Linked DNA regions of Sus scrofa: region 1 is linked to region 2. A link is a contact called in public Hi-C data. All regions are on one chromosome and are shown on one strand. The core of a region is the stretch at or near the end of the contact, and the rest is flanking DNA. Distances in the headings are between cores, read along the strand shown.

Region 1 (6,074 bases), core at 3,102-5,601, 39 kb after region 2:
TATACCTTCTTAGCTATAAGTTACCTTCTGGTCAACTTGTAAATTATTTGACTCTTTGTATATATGGCCCATCTAGATGGTTCTTAAAGATGTAAAATGAATTTAGACAGGCAATGTATGTAACTCTGTTAACTGGTCTCCTTTTATCTCTGTTCCTCATTTTTTTGTTTAATAGGGAAATTGCTCTCCCACTGAATCATAATTCACAATGTTAAGACTTCAGAAATATAATCTTATATTCAAGAAAGAATTTCAATCTTCTTGCTGTCAAACACACTCTGTTCTCACATGGGCACTTAATGGTGTCAGGATGTCAATTTCATTTTGACAGGGCCCCTATAGACGGAATATTCAATTTTTTATTCTTGGTTAATATGGATGGGTTAAGAGGGTGTTTCATGGAAACATATACTTTCACACAAAATTGGATGACAGTAGTATGTTTGTGAGGCACTCTAAGCTTTTGAGAATGCAAAGGCTGCTCAAGACCTACTACTAACTGCCTCCAAGTGGCTCCACGACTGTTATAGTATCCAATTGCTGTGATGTTCCTAAAAGCCTGGAGGTCCTGGAATCTTTGTTCCCACCAAGAAATGATTTCTTCCACTTTCTTTTGGTGCAGCACCACTTGATTTTTAGATGTAGCCATTACAGCTAAAAATCCATCGTTCTTGGCTTTTTAGGTAAAGTTAGTGCCTGATGTGAGTTTTTCGATTTCTGTCCAGGCATAGGAGAGACTACACAACTCTCAACACTTTTGTATTAGCTATCTATTGCTGCATAGCAAATGATGCCAAAAGGAAGTGGCTTAAAACAATGCACATGATTATTTTACTCAGTTTCTGTGTGGAATCTGGGAGAGGCTTAGCTGGATGGTCTTGGCTCGTGAGATTATGGCAAAATGTTGGCCCGGGGCTGCAGGAACCTGAAGGCTTAACTGGAACTGGACTGGGGTTTCCAAATGGGGTCTCACTCACACAGCTGTTAGCTGGAGGCCTAAATTTCTTGCCTTGTGGGCCTCTGCTTGAATGTCTTTATGGCATGGCAGCTGGCTTCTTTCAGAGTGAGTGATCAAAGAGAGAGACTAAGGAAGATGCTGCAATGTCTCTTCTGACCTAGTCTCAGAAGTCATACACTGTCACTTCTGCCATATTCTCTTTGCTAGACATGAATCACTCACCAGGTCTAACCCATACTCAAGGAGAAGGAAATTAAGTTCCACCTCTTTTTTTTTTTTTTTTTTTGTCTTTTTGCCATTTCTTGGGCCGCTCCCGTGGCATATGGGAGGTTCTCAGGCTAGGGGTCTAATCGGAGCTGTAGCTGCCAGCCTATGCCAGAGCCACAGCAACGCGGGATCCGAGCCGCGTCTGCAACCTACACCACAGCTCACGGCAATGCCGGATCATTAACCCACTTTGCAAGGGCAGGGATCGAACCCGCAACCTCATGGTTCCTAGTCAGATTCGTTAACCACTGCGCCACAACGGGAACTCCCAAGTTCCACCTCTTGAAGGGAGACATATCAAAAATTTTGTGGACATATTTTAAAACTACTACAACCCTCTTGATTTTCCCCCTTCGTAACTGGGTATCTGCAAAACCAACCAAACTCAGAGGTTTAGCCTGTGGTCAGCAAATGGACAGATGATACTGCTCCCCCAGCCTTGGGGTAATTCACCAGAATTTCAGCCTCCTAACCCAACCAAATAGGTGCTCCTCCAAACTTGAAAAAGGTGGAGTGGAAGTTGGGTCTGAGAGAGCCAGATTTCTTCTTCTAGCTTCTCTGACAATACTGTCTTCTATGCTCCTCAAGAATATGCCAGGAAGAGGTATTCCCAGCATTTGCTCAGATAGTAGGATACCAGCAATGACGGATTCTGAACAGGGAAAGAAGCATTGGGTTGCATCCACCTGGACTAACAGGTCTGCTTCAGGAAGCAGGTGCTAAGACCTGAGTAAGATGTTAGCTGGTTCTGTTCTGCTGCTGGTTGGCAAAGACCAGCCACAAATGGCGAAAGTGAGGCTATGAGTAGACTTTAGTCCTGGGATCAAGGAAGAGATAGAGCCTCCTGCTGGAATCATCCACAGCACTACTGGAAGATGTACAGGACCTACAGCAGAATTCTAGGCTTGGATCTCAAAAACAGAAACCATAGTGGTCTGGCTCCTTGACAGCTCTCAACACACAATTTGCTGAAGGGTGCACTTGGTACCAGATGGAGAGGTTGCGAGGACAGAGCATGACTTTCAGGCCACAGAGTGAAGCATCGTGCCATGAAGACAGATGGTGAGACGGGTGGCTTACTGCCTTTTTAGTATTCAACCTGCCTGTGTACCCTTCACACAGGACCTCTTCAGAAGCTTCCATTTCCAAAGCATCTGAATTTAGAAGTCAAATGTAAATGTTTCAAGCTCCAGTCCAGGCTAAGTATGCTTCATAGCTTTTCTCTTTTCTCACATTTAGACACAGCCAGATTCTGCTACACTGATTAATAAAGGAATCACAGAATGGTATAATTTGTGAAACTGGGCATTGGAGAGATGTCATGTATGGAGAGGATAGAGTCAAGAATAGAGTTTTCTTTCCAGTGTCTGAGCCACTAATTGGCATTCAAAAGTGTGGAACCATGTGTGGAGTAAGAAAAATCTTATTAAAATCTTACAGGTATGGCTATAAGATAAGGAGACACCAATATGCAACAGTTTTCAAATAAATGAATAAAGAGTTTTCCACCCTACATCCAAAAAAAAAAAAAAAAAAAGAGTCAGAAGAGTAGCTAGAGAATCAGGAGAATGTAGTTAGGCAGGTAGAAGTAGATGGCTGGCATTTTCAAAAGGCTGCAGAGTGGTCACTGGGAAAGATGCCCCAAAATAGAAAGAAGAAAGAAGTCTTTTGTGACCATTGAAAGAAAAGCCGATTGTGTGGGTATAAGCAACAGTGTAGTGGGGTAAATAAGAGATGAGAAGGTAAAGACAGCAAAGATAGTTTAAGTTTCTCAAGCACGGTGATTCTGAGAAGAAAGGAGATAGAGTAGTTTGAAAGGCTTGACCAGGTTGGGTGGTTTTTGTTCTGTTCAAAGGATGGAGGAGACTGAATGTGTCTGTGGGAGAGAAAAGCTAGCTTAAAGGGGAAAACTGATAATGGGGAGAGGATAGTTGATTAATCAAAATCTGGGAATGGCTGGGATCCAGTGCACAGGTGCAGAGATTAACCTTGATGAGGAGAAAGAACACTTCTTGCGGTGGAAAGGTGGAATGAATGAAGGCTATAGGACAGGCATAATAATAAAGTGACTGGACTTCAGGGTGGAGAAACTGGCTGTCATTGTAGAGGAAGGCTAGGAAAGCCTGAATTTTCTGGACCGAGTCCAGATTTCATATATAGTCAGCCACTGACTGTATGTGTGGATTCAACCAACCATGGTATTCAGGAAAAAATTCCCCCAAAGTTTAAGAAGTTGCGCTGGCAACTATTTATGTAGTATTTACACTCTATTAGGTATTATAAGTGATCAAGAGAAGATTTAATGTCTACAGGAGGTAGGTTATATGCAAATACTACAGATATTTTACATAGGGCACTCGAGCATCCATTATTTTGGTATCTTCAGGGCACTTAGAAACAATTCCCAAGATACTGAGAGAGAGCTGTATTTAAGTATCATATTCTTCAGCCATTCCTTTTACATTTATTCAGAGCCCTGTATGTGCCAGACACTGAGGTCCACAGAGATACAACTCTTCATGTAATTTTGGAATTTGTTATATTGGTGACTCAGTGAGGATTACTTTTTACTGCTCTAGAAGGCTTTCAGTAGAAGTAAACATCAATCAAAAGAGTCATTTGTCAGACAGACGTCCCGAGTAGGGGTTTGGAAAACACATGCATCTCAACAATGGCTCCCTGTGTGAGGTGGGGAGGGAGGAGAGGCCCGGATGGGGGAAAGAGGTTTAGACAGGGTAACCTGAGAAGTGTGGGCGTTCAAACAGGTGAACCTCTTGAGTACTTCAGGCCACGCTGTAGCCAAGGGAAATACCGTCTCAGCCCACCGCGGTGTGAGAACCGCCTTCTTCTCTAACCAGGTATAAGTACGGAGGCTGGGTAGGACCACACACAAGATAAGACGGCATCCAGAACTGCTTCCCACAAACTTCTACTGCCCCAGACTGCTTAAGGTCACTGCTACTTTAGCCCTCGTTTATTGATGAGGGGCGGGGGAGTGGAGAAGCTGTGGGCGAATCACCTTTCTTGTTTTACGATTGGTCGTATTAGGATCCAGGTTCCGCCTCCCGCGCCGCCGCCGCCAGGCTCTCGGAGTTGTCACTCAGCCACCGTGGCCGCCCCTCTCCCTGGCCCCGCCTCTCGCTGTGGCTGGGATCTCGCGGGAAGAGCTGTGGGCACGGCTGTGGCTCGGTCTCCCGGTTGCGCGCGGAGCGGGAGGGTTCTCCCCACACAAGCGGTTCCTCGCGGAGGGGTTGGAGCTACCGCAGACGCAGGCCTGAGCCGTCCCTTCTTCGCCGCCTCCTTCTCTTCCTCAGGGCTTCCTGGCCCGCTCGCCCTCCGACGCTGCCCAGGTGAGGAAGCCCAGAGCGCGTCTGCGCTGAGGAGTGGTCGGGGAGCGGGGACACGGAGCAGCCGGGGCAGGCGGGCTCCCGACGGGGGCGGCTCCTTGGGCAGCGCGGCGCTGCTTGGTGGGCGTGAGGCTTGTCGGGGTTCAGGAGTGCTGGGGGCGAGGAGGCGGTGGGGTGGGATCTGGGTGCGGGCGCGCAAGGGCGGTGTAGCGCGTGCCAGGGCTCCTGGGGTGAGGAGGCGTTTTATTGAGGGTCCTGGGGCTCTTCCGGCTTTGGGGTAGGGGGTGGGTGGAGGCGTAGAAGGTCCCGGTTCTTCGATGTCGAGGGAGATTTATCAGGGTCCTTCAGTTCCGTGAGGTGGTATGGCGAGGTTTCGGGACGAAGGGTCCTTTCTCGCGGTCCCATGCTCTTTGAGGGCAGAGGATTCAGTTTAGCAAGGTCCTAGGTCTCTGAAGGGGCAGATCCGTGGGGTCTTTAGGGTCTTTTGAGCGGGAGTGGGCGTCTTGTTTCGCATCCTGGGAAGAAGAAGCGGTGTATTGGGGTCCCGGGAGGATTGATCTATTTATCGAGGTCTCCAGGCTGGAGGGCGTTGTATATGCGTTCTGCAGGGTCCAGGGTCGCCTTGGTGGGCTGCTAGGGGCGAAAGGGTTTATCGCGGAGACCAGCGTTTTTATTAGGGTTTCTGTTTTGCCCAGAGGGGGGCGGTAACTTGGCATGGTCTTCAGTCTTTTGTGGGGCGACAGGGCGAGTTAGCGGGTCCCCGGGTGATCTCGAAGGAAGGACGAAGCTCTGCAGGCGCTGGGTCGGCTCAGGGCGGCAAGTGGGCTCCGGTGGCATCCCGAGCCAGCTCAGTGGCTGGTCAGCATCCTGGAACAGATCTTTCTCTCAGATGAGATTTACTCAATGCTTAGTTGAAGGATTTATCCATGTTGTTGGCTAGTTAGAGAAATAGTGGATTTGTTCTGCAATTTTCTTGTCTCTGCTTCGGAATCCCTGTGGGCGCGTGCTGGTCTCGCTGCTCTGGGAGCGAGAGAGTGGCAGGCAGCAGCTTAAGTGGGCTTGTGGACTGTAGGTTCTTTAGGAGACGGGTGTCTTCCGGGTGAGCGTGGAAGCTGCTGAGGACAGGGAAGGCTGTGTGGTTTTGGCTTCCTTTTCTAGGTGGTCTGCTTTGCTGATCCTGCATTATTAGATCTGTCCTGAGGTCTTGCCGGAGTATTAGGCAGTCAAGTAGTGCTGGAAGTGTGTTCTGGCTTCGCTCTGTCCTTTGGAAAGCTTGTGGAGAGGGATAATTTCAGCCTCCAAATAACGCATTGGAATTTGAAGTTCCAAAGCTAGAGCTCTGCAGAAGCGTCATTTGAAACCTGGAAGGATTGCTCACAGAGCTCTTTTAGAGAAAATCCCGTTTAACCGTTGTATTGTAGAGGTACAGTTAGTCTTGATTTCTTTGCAGAATCCTTGGTAACTACCCCAGGCTTCAGTGGAATTCAAATAAAATGACCTGT
Region 2 (6,709 bases), core at 3,955-6,454:
TTGGATCCTTAATAACTTGCTTTGGGATTTCCCTCCATGACTAGCTGTATGTACAATATATTCTTTTTTTTTTTTTTTTTCTAAGGAGGTTCCCAGGCTAGGGGTTGAATCAGAGCTGCAGCCACCGGCCTACACCACAGCCACGGCAATGCGGAATCCTTGTACAGTATATTCTTTAAAAGCAAGGACATGCCTTGTGGTCCCTGCTTCTCGCTTAACGGGTGAAGCCATTTCTAAGCCTTCTCTGGAAAAGGCTTCTCTGAAAAAGTTTCTTTTGTCTCCTTTGTCCAGAGCTGCCTTGAGTTGGACAGCTCAGATGTGCCAAGAGCAGGAAGCTGTTTCCTGGAGGGGTACGTGTGGTGGGCGCAGGCTGACAGGACTTCGGGGAGACAGACCTCCGATGGCAACCACAGCCTGTGCACAGGGGGCTCGCTCTGGGAAGCTGTCTCTTGTCAGCTATGCCTGAGATATTCTTGGTTCTGAACCATATCTCTAGCTGATCCAGATCACCCCATTATCTCTCCGGAGCTGCCGCATTGCTGGGGGAGGTGGTGAGGGGGCAGTGGTTCTGAGGGGCTGCAGATGGATGCAGCCTTCTGGCCTCCCTTCACCAGGAGCTGTGGGGAAATGTGACATTTTGAGATTAGGAAACCTCTATCCTTTACCGGCTGGGAGCAGAATTCTTTAGGAATCTGTGGAGAACCTCCATGAATTCTTAGGATTCTTTTCCAGAGTCCTGAAGGGGGTGGCCCAGATGAAGCACTTGTCCTTTCTCGGGTCTGAGGGTAGAAAGAAAACCTCACTCATCTGTGAGCTATAGCTTCCCTCCCCTCGATTCCAAAAGCCAAACCACTTCTCTCTGTATTACCACTCACTCAGCTAACATTTACGGGTACAGCACTCCACAGTTAACTCCATCTAACTTCCACAAAAACCTCTGAAGAAAAGTTGTTCCGGTTGTTCCCAGCCAGGATGCTTGGCCTCCTAATCAATAGAATTTGATGAGAGGTCAGGCAAGAAATTCAGACAAGGCTTTGTTCAGGATCCCTGCTGGAGCGAAGAATAACAAAAATAAGAAACAGTTTCCCTTGCTCCCTCACTGGTGAAGGGGGTGGGGGGAACCAGCTGGTTCCTTACACGGGATGAAGGTCAGGCTGGAGGGGTGGCTTAGGTGGCACAGGAGGCATGCAGAGAGTGAGTATCCTGCTTTGGCTCCCAACACCCTCCTTTTGCTCTTAGCTCTTCAGAAGTGACAGTTGGTCTTTTAGATATGGGTGTCCTGTGGTCCATAATTTGCCCCAAATGCCCGTTTGCATGAAGTTATTTTTAGTCCTTATAGTTTCTTTGTATTTGTGGCTTGCAGAGATGTTTGTCCAGGTGCAGTCACTGCAGCCACTGCAGCAGAGTCCCAGGCCCCAGGTCCCAGCCTGTCTCACCATTTTAGAAATGGGAAGTCTGAGGCTGGCGTTGCTGTGGCTGTGGCGTGACCCCTACCCTGGAAACTTCCATGTGCCACAGGTGCAACCCTAAAAAGAAGAAGAAAAAAAGAAACCAAGCTGAGTTGAAATCCCCCTTCTAACTACCACCCTGGCATGATTCCCAAACCAGCAGTTCTGAAACCCACTTTCCCCTGGGAAGCTTCTCCACCCCAGCCCCAACAAAGCCACCTAAATCACGAGATTGCTCCAATTATCCTTCACTTGTTTCTTTATGTTCTGTTTGAAATGATGGCAGCTGGTACCCCTCCTGACATGTGTGGTTATGAAGTGTGTGGATTTGGTGATCACGGTGCCACGTTCCCCACGAGCTGGCTCAGCGTTTGAGCTGGAGTCAGGCTGTCCAGAGGATGAGGCAGAAAACGACCGTCTAAATGGGTTTCAGGTCACTTTGGCCACTGAGCTACCCACAGCCCACAAACTCTTTGGGATACTCTTTGAGATAAAGCCAGCAAGGGAGGTCCCGCCTGGGCCCTTTCTTGGTTTGAACTTTGGGCTGAACATGTGCTGGGTGCCTCTGCCAAGAACTTTAAATCTCTCTGTGCCTCAGTGAAGTGACACCCTCCCTACTGTATTACTTGAGGTGTCAGTGAAATAAAGTGCGTTGAACTTAGCACATGGTCCAGTGACTTATGGGTTTTCCACAAATGTTGGTTTCTTTCAGATCCCGAATAAATAACGGGGTATAACCGTGGTTAGGAGAACAGGGTCCCAATAATGAACACATCTCAGGCAGCTCTGGTCTGATCTCTAGTGAGCAGGACCTGGGTCCCAGCCTCAGCTCTTAGCCTCTACTCCCTATGACTCCCAGCTGGTTTGTTCATCTGCAGTCCCTTCTGTACCCCAGCCTCAACACCATTCTTTCTGCAGAGGCAGAGAGAAATGGGAAAAAGGAAGGCAGGAATGGCCTCCCCACCAGCACCTTGAAGGATGCAGAGCCCCCCTAGCTCAGGGGATGCCTTCATACCTGCCTCCCCTGCTCATCTCACACTGGTGCTCCTCCTGACATGTATGGTTGTTGTGGGTTCTTCTCATGTTGATACAGACAACTTTGTGCTTTGCAGAGAAATAGAGCAGTAATCGGAGGGGAGTGGGGTCAAGGGAGATCTTTGTAAAAGGCTTTGTAAAAATGGGAGGTATGATTTTACACATTTACTGAAGGAAAATATCAAAAAGAAAAGTTGATGGGTGTTCCCATCGTGGCAGAGCAGAAATGAATCTGACTAGGAACCACGAGGTTGCAGGTTCGATCCCTGACCTTGCACAGTGGGTTAAGGATCCGGCATTGCCGTGAGCTGTGGTGTAGGTTGCAGACGCAGCTTGGATCCCAAGTTGCTGTGGCTCTGGCATAGACCAGTGGCTACAGCTCCGATTAGACCCCTAGCCTGGGAACCTCCATACGCTGTGGGTGTGGCACTAAAGAGCAAATAAACGAACAAAACAAAACAAAAAACAGTTGATGGAAGAGAGAAATCTTCCTCTGGGTCTGATTTTGCACTATTATCTGGCTTCCTTCATCCCCCTTAAATTTGAGGTTCCCTTTTCAACTTCCCTTTTTCATGTCAGTGACTCATTTATACTCAATAGAGGTGGTATGGTCCCGTGGGAAGGGCTTTGGAATTTGGGTTCAAATCTTGCTTCTGCCACTTATTGGCTGGGCAGTCTCTCTGGGCCACAATTTCCTCATTGTAAAATGGGAATAATAACATGACTCACCTCTCAAATTTGGTGTAAGGATTAAAGGAATAGCGTTTGGCCTGGAGGAGTGCTTACTAAGAGCTCGAAAATGATCGTTGCTGTTGCTATCATTGTTTTACCCCTTCCTGAGATGCACTGAGTCCCTTGCTAGGAGGAAACCATTGCTTTGGCATCAGCCGTGGTCCAGAGTATCAGATCCCGAGATGTGAGTGTGTACTTGTGTGCGCCGGGAGAGAGAACTAAAGACAAATCTAGATCTGGAGTTACACTCTCGCTCTACGTATTTATCCAACTGTTCCATTTTTCCCTTCTCACATCCACTTTTCTAAGATTTCACCCCTCAGCTGAAAGAAGTCACAAAAGAATAACTGGTGTTCCCAGGCTTTTAAAACACTTAAGCTTAAAACTCCAGACTCACCAGGGGCCCCTCTAGTTCTCTTTGAACCCTGGCTCATTCAGTGGGAAACAGGAGCAAGCAATGGGTGAGAGTCTATGAACCCCTGTTGGAGCAGCCATGGACCGTGGAGAACAGGGCTTCTCAAACTCCCAATACCCCCTGCAATCACCTGGGGAGCGTCTACCCCAGAGTTCTGATTAACTGATATGGGCCAGGGCGTAGGGACTGTAGAACCTCTCCAGATGATTCCACTGTACACCAGGGTTGAGACGCACTGGACAAGGGAGCTCACAAGCCTCCTAAAGGGGGTGATCTGCCCTCACCTGTGCTGCATTCAGACTAAGCCAAAGCCAGCCCTTCATGGGGTGGGGGGGAATGTCAGGAGACTGGCTCCTTCATTCATTTATTCAAACATTATCACCTCTAAGCACTTGCCCTTTGAGGCATTTAACCTTCTGTGATCACTTGCTTTTCTCTGTGAATTTCATGAGGGTAAAGACTCAGGCTTCCTTTCTTATTCCCAGTGCCTAAAGTGTTTAAGTGAGGGAATGGAGGTACTAGAAAAGGAGGTGGAGGAGTTCCCGTCGTGGCTCAGTGGTTAACAAATCCAACTAGGAACCATGAGGTTGCGGGTTCCATCTCTGCCCTTGCTCAGTGGGTTAAGGATCTGGCGTTGCCATGAGCTGTGGTGTAGGTCGAAGATGCGGCTCAGATCCCGCGTTGCTGTGGCTGTGGTGTAGGCCGGCGTCTACAGCTCTGATTAGACCCCTAGCCTGGGAACCTCCATATGCCGTGGGAGCGGCCTAAGAAATGGCAAAAAGACAAAAAAAATAAAATAAAATAAAATAAAAAAGAAAAGAAAAGGAGGTGGAGGAGGGAGGGAGGGAAGGAGGGAACAAATGAACAGTAGGACTCCAACCTCAGAAGGGAGGCAGTGTAACAGGGAGCACAGCATCAGGAGAAGATAGGTTTCCACACAGATCCCAGCTCTGCTCCTTAGTAGCTGTGCTGCTTTATGTAACTTACTCAATCTCTCTGAGCCCCACTTTCCTGATCAGGAAAATGAGGATAGTAAATCCCTGATAGTGCTGTTGCATGGGTAAGTTATATAATCCAGCCCAGGTGCTTTGCCTGGAGCATAGTCAAAGCTCAGTAGCAATTAGCTCTTATTAGAATGGACATGGGAACTGGTATTTGCACCTTTGTGGGCTTTCCCACGCTCCCCTCATTCCCTAACTCCTCTGGATCCTGGGTTTCCTGGCCCCTTAAGGAGAAGGTTCCGGGGACAGCCTGGTAAGCAGAGAGCTCCTTCCTCTGCCCTCTGAGCGCCAGACAGTGAGGCAACCTCCCCCTCAACCCTGGATGGGGCACCTCAGGGGAGCACTTGCTCTGCCTTTTCACCCCCTTTGCCACTTTGTGTTGGTTAGGGGGCAGGTGAAGGCAGCTGCTGTGACTGAGTCGCATCTGCCATAGCCTGTCAGCCCCAGTCGACTCACCCTGAGGGCAAATAGGGCTCCAGCTGATGAAAAGCTTAGTTGCAGCCTCCAGAGGCAGCCACACAGCTGCTGTCCTGGCCTTCTGGTCTTCCCTCTCGTCCCCCCTGCTCTAGCCCTCAGCGGGATCAGGGCAGGCAGCCCAGACCGAGGTGCCCTCCTCCAAAGATCAAGTTACTGAGCACATTCTCTGGCTCCACCTTGAAGCACATCAAAGACTCCAGCAAAGCAGGCTGCCTGGGGATGCGGAGGCAGCTGTCTTCTTGATATGATTCCAGGGTCGCTGGAAAAATCCCCAGAGCACCATATAGTTTCCTGCTAGAAGGCTGAAAATGCTGTGAGATACCCAATCTGATGATTTAAAGCAGCGATTCTCAAAGTGTGGGTCTCCCCTCAACCCCAGCAGCAGCAGCAGCATCTGAGAGCTCGTCAGAAATGCAGATTTTCAGGTCCCATTCCAGACTCCTGAATCAGGATCTGATGGAGGGTATATCTGGGTTTAATGCACCCTGCCGGTGAGTCTGACACATCAGTAACCCCACCGAAGGGAGGCTGTCACCTAGGAGGGCTAAAACTCAGCAATGTGAGAGCGAACAGGGGGAGTCTGGCTGGTACAGTCAGACAGACGTGGGACAGTCACTTAGCTCTGCCTTCTAGCTGCGTGGGCAAATTGCTTAGTCCCTTCCGCTTTCCTTGGCACCATTGTAAAATTCAGATGGTACAGCCATTCTCAGGGGCTGAAGATGAAATAAGATATGCAGAGTATTTGCACATAGTAAGTGCTTAATGGGCACTAATATCCTGCCCTCACCCTACCCTCACCTTTGCTCATGGAAGAGTCTGGGCCAAGTGTCTTGGCAGAGGAGAGGGTCACATAGATGGGGATTTGTGAATCACAGTGGTGTGGACCAGGAGTGAAAGACCACAGAAGTAGATGGGCTGCTGAGACAGAGAAGGAGGAGCAGAGAGGAGAATAAGGCACTCCCCTCAGGCTTCACCCCTCCTGTGCCTTCTGTTTTGCAGGGGGTGGCCCTGCAGGGCAGGGTCTACCTCCAGTGGCCCAGTCTCACTGCCATGCTTCCCAGATGCTGGGCGGGGCCGATTCTTGGCTTACCTTTCCCCTACTTCATTATAACCTCTTTCAAGTACGTGACTTAACAAAGCTAAAGTTTTCCTTTAGGGAGATGACTATTGGGAATATAGAAGTAGGGAGCTTTCCTATAGTTGATGCAGAGGCCACTCTGGAGACCCGACTCTCGCCCAGACATGGCTGGGGTCTCCCAAGGAGTCAAAAGGCAGGCAGCTGAGAGCATCCTAAGAAAGACCGATGTGCCCCCTGGAAAAGCAGATGCATGTCCCCCAGAGCAGCCCGCTTCCCTTTTCTTAAAGTTTTCCTACCACATCTTGAGCCTTTGATGGACAACAAATTAAGCTCTCAGTCTCACTAGGAAGGACCCCATGGCGTGGTTCTGGGATAACGATACCCCAATGTCCCTAGCTCTCCATTGCCAGGATTTCCAGGTTCAGTGTTTTAGCATTAACTTAAGGCATCGCTATTAGAACTCACATCTCCATTAAGCTATGTCCTGGGCCTGGGTAGTCAGTCTGTTTTTTTTATTTTGAGG

Evidence for each region. Hi-C and Micro-C count contacts between places; a contact is called where the count stands out from the background.
Region 1: a Hi-C map of skeletal muscle shows a contact between it and region 2, with 2.5 times the contacts expected there. The contact joins the promoter of GLCE here to the enhancer-like site in region 2. A contact is called at or near these places in 1 of 5 promoter capture datasets (liver), 5 of 47 Hi-C or Micro-C datasets (heart right ventricle, liver and skeletal muscle) and 1 of 2 datasets of contacts at active chromatin or transcription factors (skeletal muscle).

What each region holds. Positions count from the first base shown.
Region 1 is chr1:167,003,579-167,009,652 of Sscrofa11.1, forward strand. GLCE (D-glucuronyl C5-epimerase) reads left to right here and starts at 4,352. Exons shown (of 4, transcript XM_001927959.7): 1 at 4,352-4,575.
Region 2 is chr1:166,963,302-166,970,010 of Sscrofa11.1, forward strand. All of the region lies in intron 3 of LOC102161781 (a long non-coding RNA gene), which reads left to right. Among named protein-coding and RNA genes, the nearest start is that of GLCE, 41 kb to the right of the region's middle. Within about 2 kb of position 5,205, at least 10 of the 83 cell types and tissues checked have an H3K27ac peak or open chromatin away from gene starts, as enhancers often do. A contact at or near this core is called in skeletal muscle, where this site is marked.